Linked DNA regions of Mus musculus: region 2 is linked to region 1. The links are chromatin contacts, called in public Hi-C maps. All regions are on one chromosome and are shown on one strand. Each heading gives the region's core, a stretch centred on a gene start, on an enhancer-like site or on the middle of the called end of the contact. The rest is flanking DNA. Distances are from core to core; before and after follow the strand shown. Region 1 overlaps Rxfp1 (relaxin/insulin-like family peptide receptor 1). Region 2 has its middle 47 kb from the start of Rxfp1.

Region 1 (4,743 bases), core at 2,109-4,608:
TGTGTGTGTGTGTGTGTGTGTGTGTGTGTGTGTGTGTGTGTGTGTGTGTTGTGAGTTGGGGGTTTACCTAAGCGTTAATATTGGTAATAGAAGAACCTGTGATTGCCGTGGTTATGTTGTAGAGCAGTGGTTCTCACCCTTCTTGATGCCGTAACCCATTACTACAGTTCCTCGTGTTGTGGTGACTTCCAAGATTAAAGTTATTTAGTTGCTACTTCATAACTGTAATTTTGCTACTGTTACGAATCATAACATAAATTTCTGATGTGTGACCCACAGGTTGAGAACTACTACTGTAAAGAGCTATCAGAACTATTTTATAAACTACAGCCAACAAAAACAATAAATCTTACAAATGTGTTGTTATTCAGTAATTTATGACGGGGTGAAAAGACACAAATATGTCTGTCCATGTTTCTGACATCATGTGCTCATGACAGACATAATTCTTCAGTTTTATCTTCTGATAGCAAAATAAAAAGAAAGGCATAATCCTCAAGAGGCCAAGGTCCTGCCTTATGTTGTCAGAGATTTGTCTGTCTTTCTGATAGTTTAAACTGTGTAATAAACTTGGTGTTTTTTTTTTTTAATAATAAATAGATGGAACCAGAGGGAATCCAAATGAAAAATTAGTTCATAAAAATAAACTATTCTAAAGTGCCAGATATTTTAAAAGATTTATTTCGTGTTCGAAAATAAAACTCCAATGACAATCTATTTTTCAGAATTTCTCAGCTTAAAAAAAAATGCTTTTCAGGGCAACTCCCTGAATCCTCCGATGCCCAAAGACTCTTCCTGATATCTAGCTCCCCCTGGTGGCCACATATTTAGATGGCATCGGTATCAGTTCTATAGCATTTAGATACACAAAAACATTTTGGTGTTTGTTTGTTTGTTTGTTTGTTTGTGAGTGCTTTACCTGCATGTCTATCTGTGCACCATGTGCAAGCCTTGTGCCTGTGCAGGCCAGAAGAAGGCTTTGGATTCATTGGAACTGGAATTACAGATGGTTGTGAGCCACATTGTAGATGCTGGGAATGGACCCTGGGTTTTCTGGGAGAGCAGCTAATGCTCTCAACTGTTGAGCCATCTCTCCATCCCCTGCTTGTGTTTTGAAACAAGTCTCACTGTGAAGATCCAGCTGGCCTAGAACTAAGAGAAGTCCTCCTGCCTCCGTATCCCAAGTACTCGAATTATAGGCATGAGCCTTTGAATTTTTGCAAATCACTTCAAACAACAATCCAAAGAGCCTAACGACAAAACCTTCTGCCCGGTTTCTAGAGGCACACCTTGGCTCCATATACAGACAGTGCAATCTGCTGCTTACTAGACGCTCACTACAGGTGAAAACACAACACTCCATCTTCAAGTCTCCCTGTGTATCAGGAAATAGGATGTGTTACCTTTCACGTGACCGGGCCACCACATGTCACGGGAAAGAATCAATTCCGTAGCTGCGTTTTTCTGGTGGAATCAGGGGGATGCCTGTGAATCAAACTAACTGAAGTCCGTTCACATTGCTTTCTCTCTTTTACTGCTAACAAGTCATATATAAATGTGAGACAGTCTCCAGAACGATAGTAATGTGGATTCCAGACCCACCATCTTTGCTTCATCGTCCCTCGCAACCACAGGGCTGCAACATTGCGCACGGGTGCACGGAACGGGAGAGCTTAGCCCTGGGTCCTGTTCCTTCTAATATGCAGTCATGTATGGAGTCCAAACGTCCAGGGCGACTCGAGGTCACTCTGTAAGCCTGTGTGACGTTCCAGTCTAGTTCACTGGCCGTTTAAACCCCTTACGGGTTGTCTCAATGGCTTTTGAGACCAAGGTTTACGGTGTCAGATTACTCAGACTCAATTCGATTTACTAGGATTTGGGGTTGCTTTGCGATAAGATTTGTGGTATCATATGTCACAAATACTTTTTTGTCTGTTTCTATGTGAGCACTTATAAATCTGAATATGTAACAGGAAAATGTAAAAGCCTGGATTTTAGGCCCATGTGATCAGTGCGTGCTTTTCTCTGCATTAGTTCTTGTCTAGAAAATTAATTCTAAATAACCACTTTAGCTCCTATTGGTGTAGCTTTACAACTTCAAAGTTTTGCAGTTGTTTTACTAATTGAGAATTTCATGCAATATATTTTTATCATATTCATCCCACAGATCCACCCCTGCCTCCATATCTCTCCCAGCTATGTGACTTCTTTCTGTGTTTTTTTTTAATGACCCACTGAGTCTAATTTGTGTTGCCCGTAAACTTGGGGTGGGGGAGGGGTCATCCACTGGAGCAGAGTTAACCTACCAGAGCCCACACTTGTAAAGAAAACTGGATCTTCCCTCCCATTGGGAACCATCTCTTGCCAGTACCTTACCAGCTAAGGGCAGGGGTTCATGACCCCCTCACTTCTCCTCCCCAATGCTAAAACATTGACTGGCTTGCTTTTGTTCAGAGCATTGGCTTCCCTGAGCTCATGAGCAGTGGTTCTGTCAAGTACAGAGCACACTCTGTCTTCAAGACACTCCAGAAGAGGGCATCAGATTTCATTACAGATGGTTGTGAGCCACCATGTGGTTGCTGAGATTTGAACTCGACCATGTGGTTGCTGAGATTTGAACTCGGGACCTTCGGAAGAGCAGTCGACGCTCTTAACCACTGAGCCATCTCGCCAGCCCCGGCTCTTACAGTCTTTGTACCTCCTCCTCCACAACGGTCCCTGGGCCTTAGACTGGGCTGTGGCAGAGACGTCCCAGTTAGCCGAACGCTCCATGACACATGTTCTCTGCACTTGGATCAGTTTTGAGAATCCACTGCACAAGGAAACCTCCTCCCTGGTGAGGTCTGACAGCTGCACTAACCTGAGCAGAGAAACAGGCACGGAGGGCAGCTTGATATTATTTCCATGTATAGCTTCAACTTGCAAATAAACACCGACCCAAGCACACAAGAATTTAACAGCAAAATGCCAGTTTGGGCCAGTTATCCCACTGTCTCTCCCTTTCCACTCAGGTCAATTTCTAATTCCAGTAAAATGCATTTAAGGAGGTTTACCAGCGGTGCCAGGGACAAGGCTGTTGGCACACGCGTGTGCCACCATCACCTCCGATTACATGTGCCAGGGTCTTTTATCTTGTGAAGCTGACACTAGTGTATTGTTTTCTTTCTGACTACTCTTGGTCACAGGTGCCTGCAAAACAATAGGATTCACTCCGTGAGCGTCTCTGCCTTCAGAGGACTGCGCAGCCTCACTAAACTGTAAGTTTGGTGGCTAAACGGCTCCCTGCACCATCAGCATTCCAGGCTAGTCCAGTCCAGTCCAAACCAGTTCTCCTGGTCAGGAGAGAGGCAGGGGACCTGCAAGTAGTGCTGAAGAGACAGTGTGGCAGGAGGGCTGGGAGCATGGGATTGGGGGCACACTGTGTTCCAGCTAAGCCTTGATGTCACTAGGCAGGGAGTAGCCTTGGGCACCGGCTCCCTCTACTTTCCTGTGATAGTGGCGACTCCCGGCTGTTATGGGAATAGATTTTAAAAACACCCAGGGCAGGCAGAGTTTCCAGTTGAGTGACAACTAGATTTCCCCATGTTCTGTGCCACTGGTGTGGTATCTGCAGCAACAGGGTGTTAGTGTCCAATTGTGGAACCTACCTAATAGCATTGCCAATAGCTTCTAGTGTTTGCTGTTGTCTATGGAACCTCTCTGGCCAAAGTCCCCCCAAAATATATCTCATTCCTGGTACGGGGAGCGAGGGTCGGGGGACATGGTAGTGTATGATGTCTCCTGAAGGCATCGTTATCCTCCACCGTGTGGTGACTCCATTCAAACTCTTTTTATGTCTACACTTTAGAAAGTTTCTACAGTAACATGGATTTCCAAAGGACCTTTGGAGTTAGTTACTCCCCCACACACACACTCCCTCCTGTACCTTGACCTCCATCCCCACCCCCCTACTCCTCCTACCCTCCCATCTCCACCCCTTCACTCACTGAGTTCTAGTTTCTCCATTACTCCTTTATAGCACTATCTTCTACACTCCTTCCTCCACACCATTTTAATCTCACACAACAACACTGAAGAGTTCTAGTTGTTCTTGCCCTTGCCGGCACCTTCGCCGCCCCACCCCTGCCCTCGCCCCCCCAGACCCCACCCCCTCAGTGTTACCATCACCCTCTCCCTCCCCCTCACCCCCTGGCCCCAACCCCCACCCCTACTCTCCCCCTCAGCCTTGCCATCACCCTTGATCCACCCCCACCCCCAGCTGCCGCCCTCACCCTCAGCCTTACCATCACCCTCTCTCTCACTCTCATCCTTTCCTTGCTTGGATGGTGTCTGAGTTAGGGTTTTACTGCTGTGAACAGACACCATGACCAAGGCAAGTCTTATAAAAAACAACATTTAATTGGGGCTGGCTTACAGGTTCAGAGGTTCAGTCCATTATCATCAAGGTGGGAGCATGGCAGTATCCAGGCTGTCATGGAGCAGGCAGAGCTGAGAGTTCTATGTCTTCATCCAAAGGCTGCTAGTGGAAGATTGACTTCCAGGCAACTAGGGTGAGGATCTTATACCCACACCCACAGTGACACACCCATTCCAACCAGGTGACACCTATTCCAACAAGGCCACACCTTCAGATGGTGCCACTCCATGGTCCAAGGATATACAAACCATCACAGATAGTTTGTTTTGATACTAACTATCCAAATGGGTATGAAGTTGAGTATCGTGGTGGAAAAGGAAAGCCAT
Region 2 (4,654 bases), core at 1,063-3,562, 110 kb before region 1:
TCCCCCTCCCTCCTTTCTTCTTCTCTCTGTGTCTGTCTCTGTCTGTCTCTGTCTGTCTCTGTCTGTCTCTGTCTCTCTGTCTCTGTCTCTCTCTCTCTCACTCTCACTCTCTCTCTCTCTCTTTTTCATATAACTGTTCATCTTCATTAGCTCAGTTCCCAGGGCTTAGCCCTTCTAGTCCCTCATCCCTCCTAGCTCCTCTTGGAACAATGCTCTGTCTCAGGCCAGGCATCATGGAGAATTGCCTCAGTTGTCTACCCCACGTGCTTCTCAGTTCGGTTTCTTCCACCTAGCATGCTTCACTCACAGTGGTAACTAGTTTTCTTATCACGAGGGAAAAGAAAACTGACAGAAATGACTTAAGAGAGATTTATTTTGTCTCCTTTTGTTTCTGCTTCAGGGAAGCTCGGTGGCCGATATGCCCCCCACCCTTCCAGCCCGCACCCCTGCCGTCTGTAGAAGAGTCATAGCAGGCAGGAAGCAGAGAGAGCAAAACTAGACCCGGGTTGGGCCTTCAATGGCCAGCCAGGCCACACCTCCTCAGCCTTCACAGTCTTCCAAAACAGTGTCACCAGCTGGGGACCGAGTGCTCAAACACGTGAGCCCGTCAAACTTTACCTCTTGATTTGGCTCAGTCTTTCCGTTCCACTCCAGAACCCAGGATGGAGAAACTATCAGGCTGGAAACTGCTAGCAGGATGGCCATCTTGCTTCACATTACATTTGCACCCCATGGTCTTAGAGGTAGAAGCCCTTTGCGTTTGGAACCTAAGAGAGAACATAGCTAACCTCCAGTTTTCCTGTAACCTACAGTAGACGTTTAGTAATCGGGATGCATTGTAGCTGCATGTTCTGTAATTTGTTTTAAACAAAAGCAAAGTCTATTACTTCTCATAAGAATCGCCCCCTCCCCGACCAGGAGCCCGGCATGGTGGCATACACTTATAACCCCAAGTAACTGAGAGGCTGAGACTGGAAGAGCAAATTCAAGGCATATATAACTTCCTGAATATATAGCTTCTCAAGTGCTGTTAAAACTCTAAAACCTAAAAGAGATGGGTTATAGCTCAGTGGCAAAGCACTTGCTGGTATGTTTGAAGGTCCGAGTTCGATCAAAGTAGCACAAAAACATTTTTAAAAATCAATCCCCAGAGAGTTTCCTTTGTAGGGCTGCTGGGTGCAGCGACCCAACCAAGTCATCAAAGTCCCACTGACTTCCTTCTCTCTGCTGTCTTCATTTCACGCACTCTCAAGCCCACCCTACCCCATGTGCCCCAGACAACTGTGTAGGATCCAGGAAGCAGGTCTTCCATAGGGCAACAGCCAACAAATGACATGAGCCACCCGGAATATAGCTCCCTTTTAAAATGTAAAACTCCCTGCTCCCTCTGCCCACTTTCCTCAAGTCTCCTTGAGACAACTTGAGTCATGTGACCTACACTAAGCCATCATGTGACCTGCATTAAGCCGACCTCAAAAAAATAAAGCATTTCTGCTGCATATATTTGAGGACAACACCCATCCCGTTTAGAGCGGAGATTGTAAGAAACACTCAATTTACACGGATGATTCTTTCCTTGAGTAATAATAATAATAATAATAATAATAATAATAATAATAATAATAATAATGGTCAACTCAATAAGCAAATGATCATGGCATATGTCCCAAGTGAAAAGCTTGGCACTAAAAGAAGCAAACAATAAAACTCAACACAGTCCTTTCCTCAGGATTCGTCATAGCTAGTGGAGAACAAGACACTGCCCCAAGTATTTGATTTGGACCTGGGACAGGCACTAAGGTGCATCTTTTACATATCAAAGCAGATATGACCTCCAGTTTCTTCCAGCATCCTTCAGTCCCTACCTGGCATACCCTACCCCCAGTCCTGAACTTTCCAGCCCAGTGATTGGGTTGTTCTTCCCCCAGCCTCTCCTCCAGAGTTTTGGTGGCCCTCCCCATCTTCCTCCCCCTTCTCCCTTTCTGTCTCCCCACCCCCCCCCCCAACACACACACCTGCCCATCTCCTCTCTCTCTGCACTCTTTCTTTTTCTTCCCCCTCTCCCATCTTTCTCTCTTACCCTGGCAACTTCCCTGGCCTCCTTCCTTGGAGCCAGTGAACTCACCAGCCCCTACCCCGCCCCCAGCAGCTTCCCAGTAAACCCGCATTTAGCATTTTCTAATCTGGCTTGAACTGGCTCATTTCAACAGCAGAGAAATAACAACAAGCTGCGTGAACGTGACTTAGCGGCCACCTTGGGCACTGACGCGGAGAGATTCACCTCGGTTGTAACACATTTCAGCCCTTCCCTCACAGGGCTGCCGCACTTTACAGCCACCGTGTGGCTCAGACACATCCCCAAGCCCAGCTCGGTCTTACTGGGGGCAACCTGCACTTTGAGAATGTTCCCAAATGGTTCTGGAACCTCTTGTCTATTTCTGGAAAATGACAAATGACCAGACTTGTTTTTTAAAAGTGACTCTTCTCTGGAAATAGAAGCTTCGGGTTTTGCTGCCAACTCCAGACAGATAATTTACAAGCCCGCGCTCTAAAAGAATCAGAAGCAAGCAAAAAGGCACAGAAGTCTCTGCGGGCTGGACTTGAAGGACCTGCTTACACAGGGCAGTTCTGGTCCCCCCACCCCACCCTCCATTCCAAGTCTGTGCCACAAGCTACATACTTTAGGGTACTTTAAGTGTCCTCGTTCTGAATCTACAGCTGGATCAAAGAGTGTCTTATGACCGTCCTGTGTCATAGTTCTTTCCCAACACTCTTAGGAAGATCAAACACTGATGATAAATTTCAGTGGATACTGCCATAAAAATCACTTTATTTCCATCTCTGGTTAAATCAAAGCAGGGTCACTGAGCAGGTGGTGTCTAGCCTTGTCATCTCTCTGCTGACACTAACCAGGAGGAGATAAAGGGCGCCTGGGAACTCTTGAGCCAAAGATGAAAGCGCTGTGTGCTCCTCCGCCAGCTGTTGTGTACCCTGGATCTCCTACCTCACTCCTCTCGCTGCAGACTGGCAAGAGCTGGCTGTAGCCACTGTTCTCCCCTCCCCCACCTCTGAAAACACTCAGGACCAAAAAAAAAAAAATCTTAAGCTACTCATTATTGTTTAATTTGAATAATTGGTTTTTATTGTGATTTTAAAATGTAAAAAAATTATAAAACGTAAAAGTAAAAAAAAAGTAAAAAAAAAAATACTCAGAAACTCCTTGATGTATATTTCCAGAACTTTCTGTGCATCAAAACAGAGCTACAATACACATATCGTTTTAATCAAAAGACCATGTTACAGTTCCACACACTAGATATATTTCATTCAGTATCATTTTCCATGGCTACATGATATTACATTATTTAGCTACATATTAATTTAACAAATTGACGTTATCTTCTTAGCTATAGATATATTATGTCCATTGTTCTTGTTAAAGCAACATTTTAAAGAATGTCTTCTATTTGTTAACATTTTTACTTTTTAAGGAAATGTACTTTAAAATGCCATATCCCTATACGTTTTTCTAAAAAGTACATTTTCTAAAATAAAAAAAAAAGACAATCAGACAAGCTTATGTCACTTGTCATATTAAATATAATATAAATGTCACCTGGGCCTTGGGATGTAGCTATATTTCATGATTGTAGTTCTTTGGGTGTTGTTGTTGTTGTCATTGCTGTCGTTGTTACGACAGAGTCTCTCTATATAGCCCTGGCTCTCCTAAAAGTCACTCTGTAGACCAGGTTGGCCTTGAACGTACAGAAATTGGCTTGCTTCTACCTGTTGAGTGCTGGGATTTAAGACATGCATGGCCACGCCTGGCTGATTGATAGTTTATAAGTGACATATTTCCAACAGCTCATTGAGACTGGTTTTAAGTGGGCTTATACACGTGTGCTTAGAAAAGCGTTAAACTGTCAAACAAGAACAGAAAATATAAAGCAACAGCAAAGGGAAGCAGCCGGGCGCTGGCCTTGCTATCACAAAAGCCAGAGAAGAAGTGTTGGAGGAGGAGATTCATGTGGCCTGACATTTTCTTTGGGTCCTGGGGATTCAGAAGGGAATCTTGGGTACCTGTGTGTGAAGACACTGAGAAATCTGTTCATCCACATTTTTTTTTCTTTCTAAAGCTAAGGGTGTGTGATATTAAGTATATTTTAAGTAAAAAAAAAAAAAAAAAAAAAAAAAAAGCCTTTGTAGAAAAACCTAATGCAGTCTAGACATAGGCTTTTGACCTAATTTCATACAAGTGTCCACCACGCAGGAGCTAATTTTACCATACCCACCTGTGACTTTCTTCCAACATCCCTTCATTCAACTGTACACGGGACAGAACCTAAGATGGACTCCAGGACTGTTGAGGATCAATATTGACTTCAAGTCTTTGCATTTGTTCAATGCCCACACAATCATGAACTTCCGCTCCAGAAACAAAGATATGGGCAAATAGATCCTCGTATCTCTGTCACAGAGTGTATCACGAGCTGCCTTGACCATATAACATCCGGGTGTGGTTTGGGATAAACAGAAGTTGCCAACTCAGAAGCCCACAGCTGTCATTCAATGTGAACAGGGACTGCTCTGAACAGCCACAAACTAAAGATGTTTTTCTTAAAGCATCCTTTATGTCCGTAGGACATATATCTGA

Evidence for each region. A called contact is a pair of places that touch in the nucleus more often than the background predicts.
Region 2: a Hi-C map of uterus shows a contact between it and region 1, with 2.9 times the contacts expected there. The contact joins two enhancer-like sites. A contact is called at or near these places in 1 of 39 promoter capture datasets (hippocampal neurons), 18 of 484 Hi-C or Micro-C datasets (the G1E-ER4 cell line, the HPC-7 cell line, the STO cell line and 9 more), 5 of 115 datasets of contacts at active chromatin or transcription factors (astrocytes, embryonic fibroblasts, forebrain and 2 more) and 3 of 9 other capture datasets (adipose tissue, liver and pancreatic islet).

What each region holds. Positions count from the first base shown.
Region 1 is chr3:79,669,361-79,674,103 of GRCm38.p6, reverse strand. Rxfp1 (relaxin/insulin-like family peptide receptor 1) reads left to right here. Exons shown (of 18, transcript NM_212452.2): 6 at 3,186-3,257. Among named protein-coding and RNA genes, the nearest start is that of 4930579G24Rik, 43 kb to the right of the region's middle. Within about 2 kb of position 3,358, at least 3 of the 459 cell types and tissues checked have an H3K27ac peak or open chromatin away from gene starts, as enhancers often do. A contact at or near this core is called in uterus, where this site is marked.
Region 2 is chr3:79,782,134-79,786,787 of GRCm38.p6, reverse strand. No RefSeq gene overlaps it. Among named protein-coding and RNA genes, the nearest start is that of Rxfp1, 47 kb to the right of the region's middle. Within about 2 kb of position 2,312, at least 22 of the 459 cell types and tissues checked have an H3K27ac peak or open chromatin away from gene starts, as enhancers often do. A contact at or near this core is called in uterus, where this site is marked.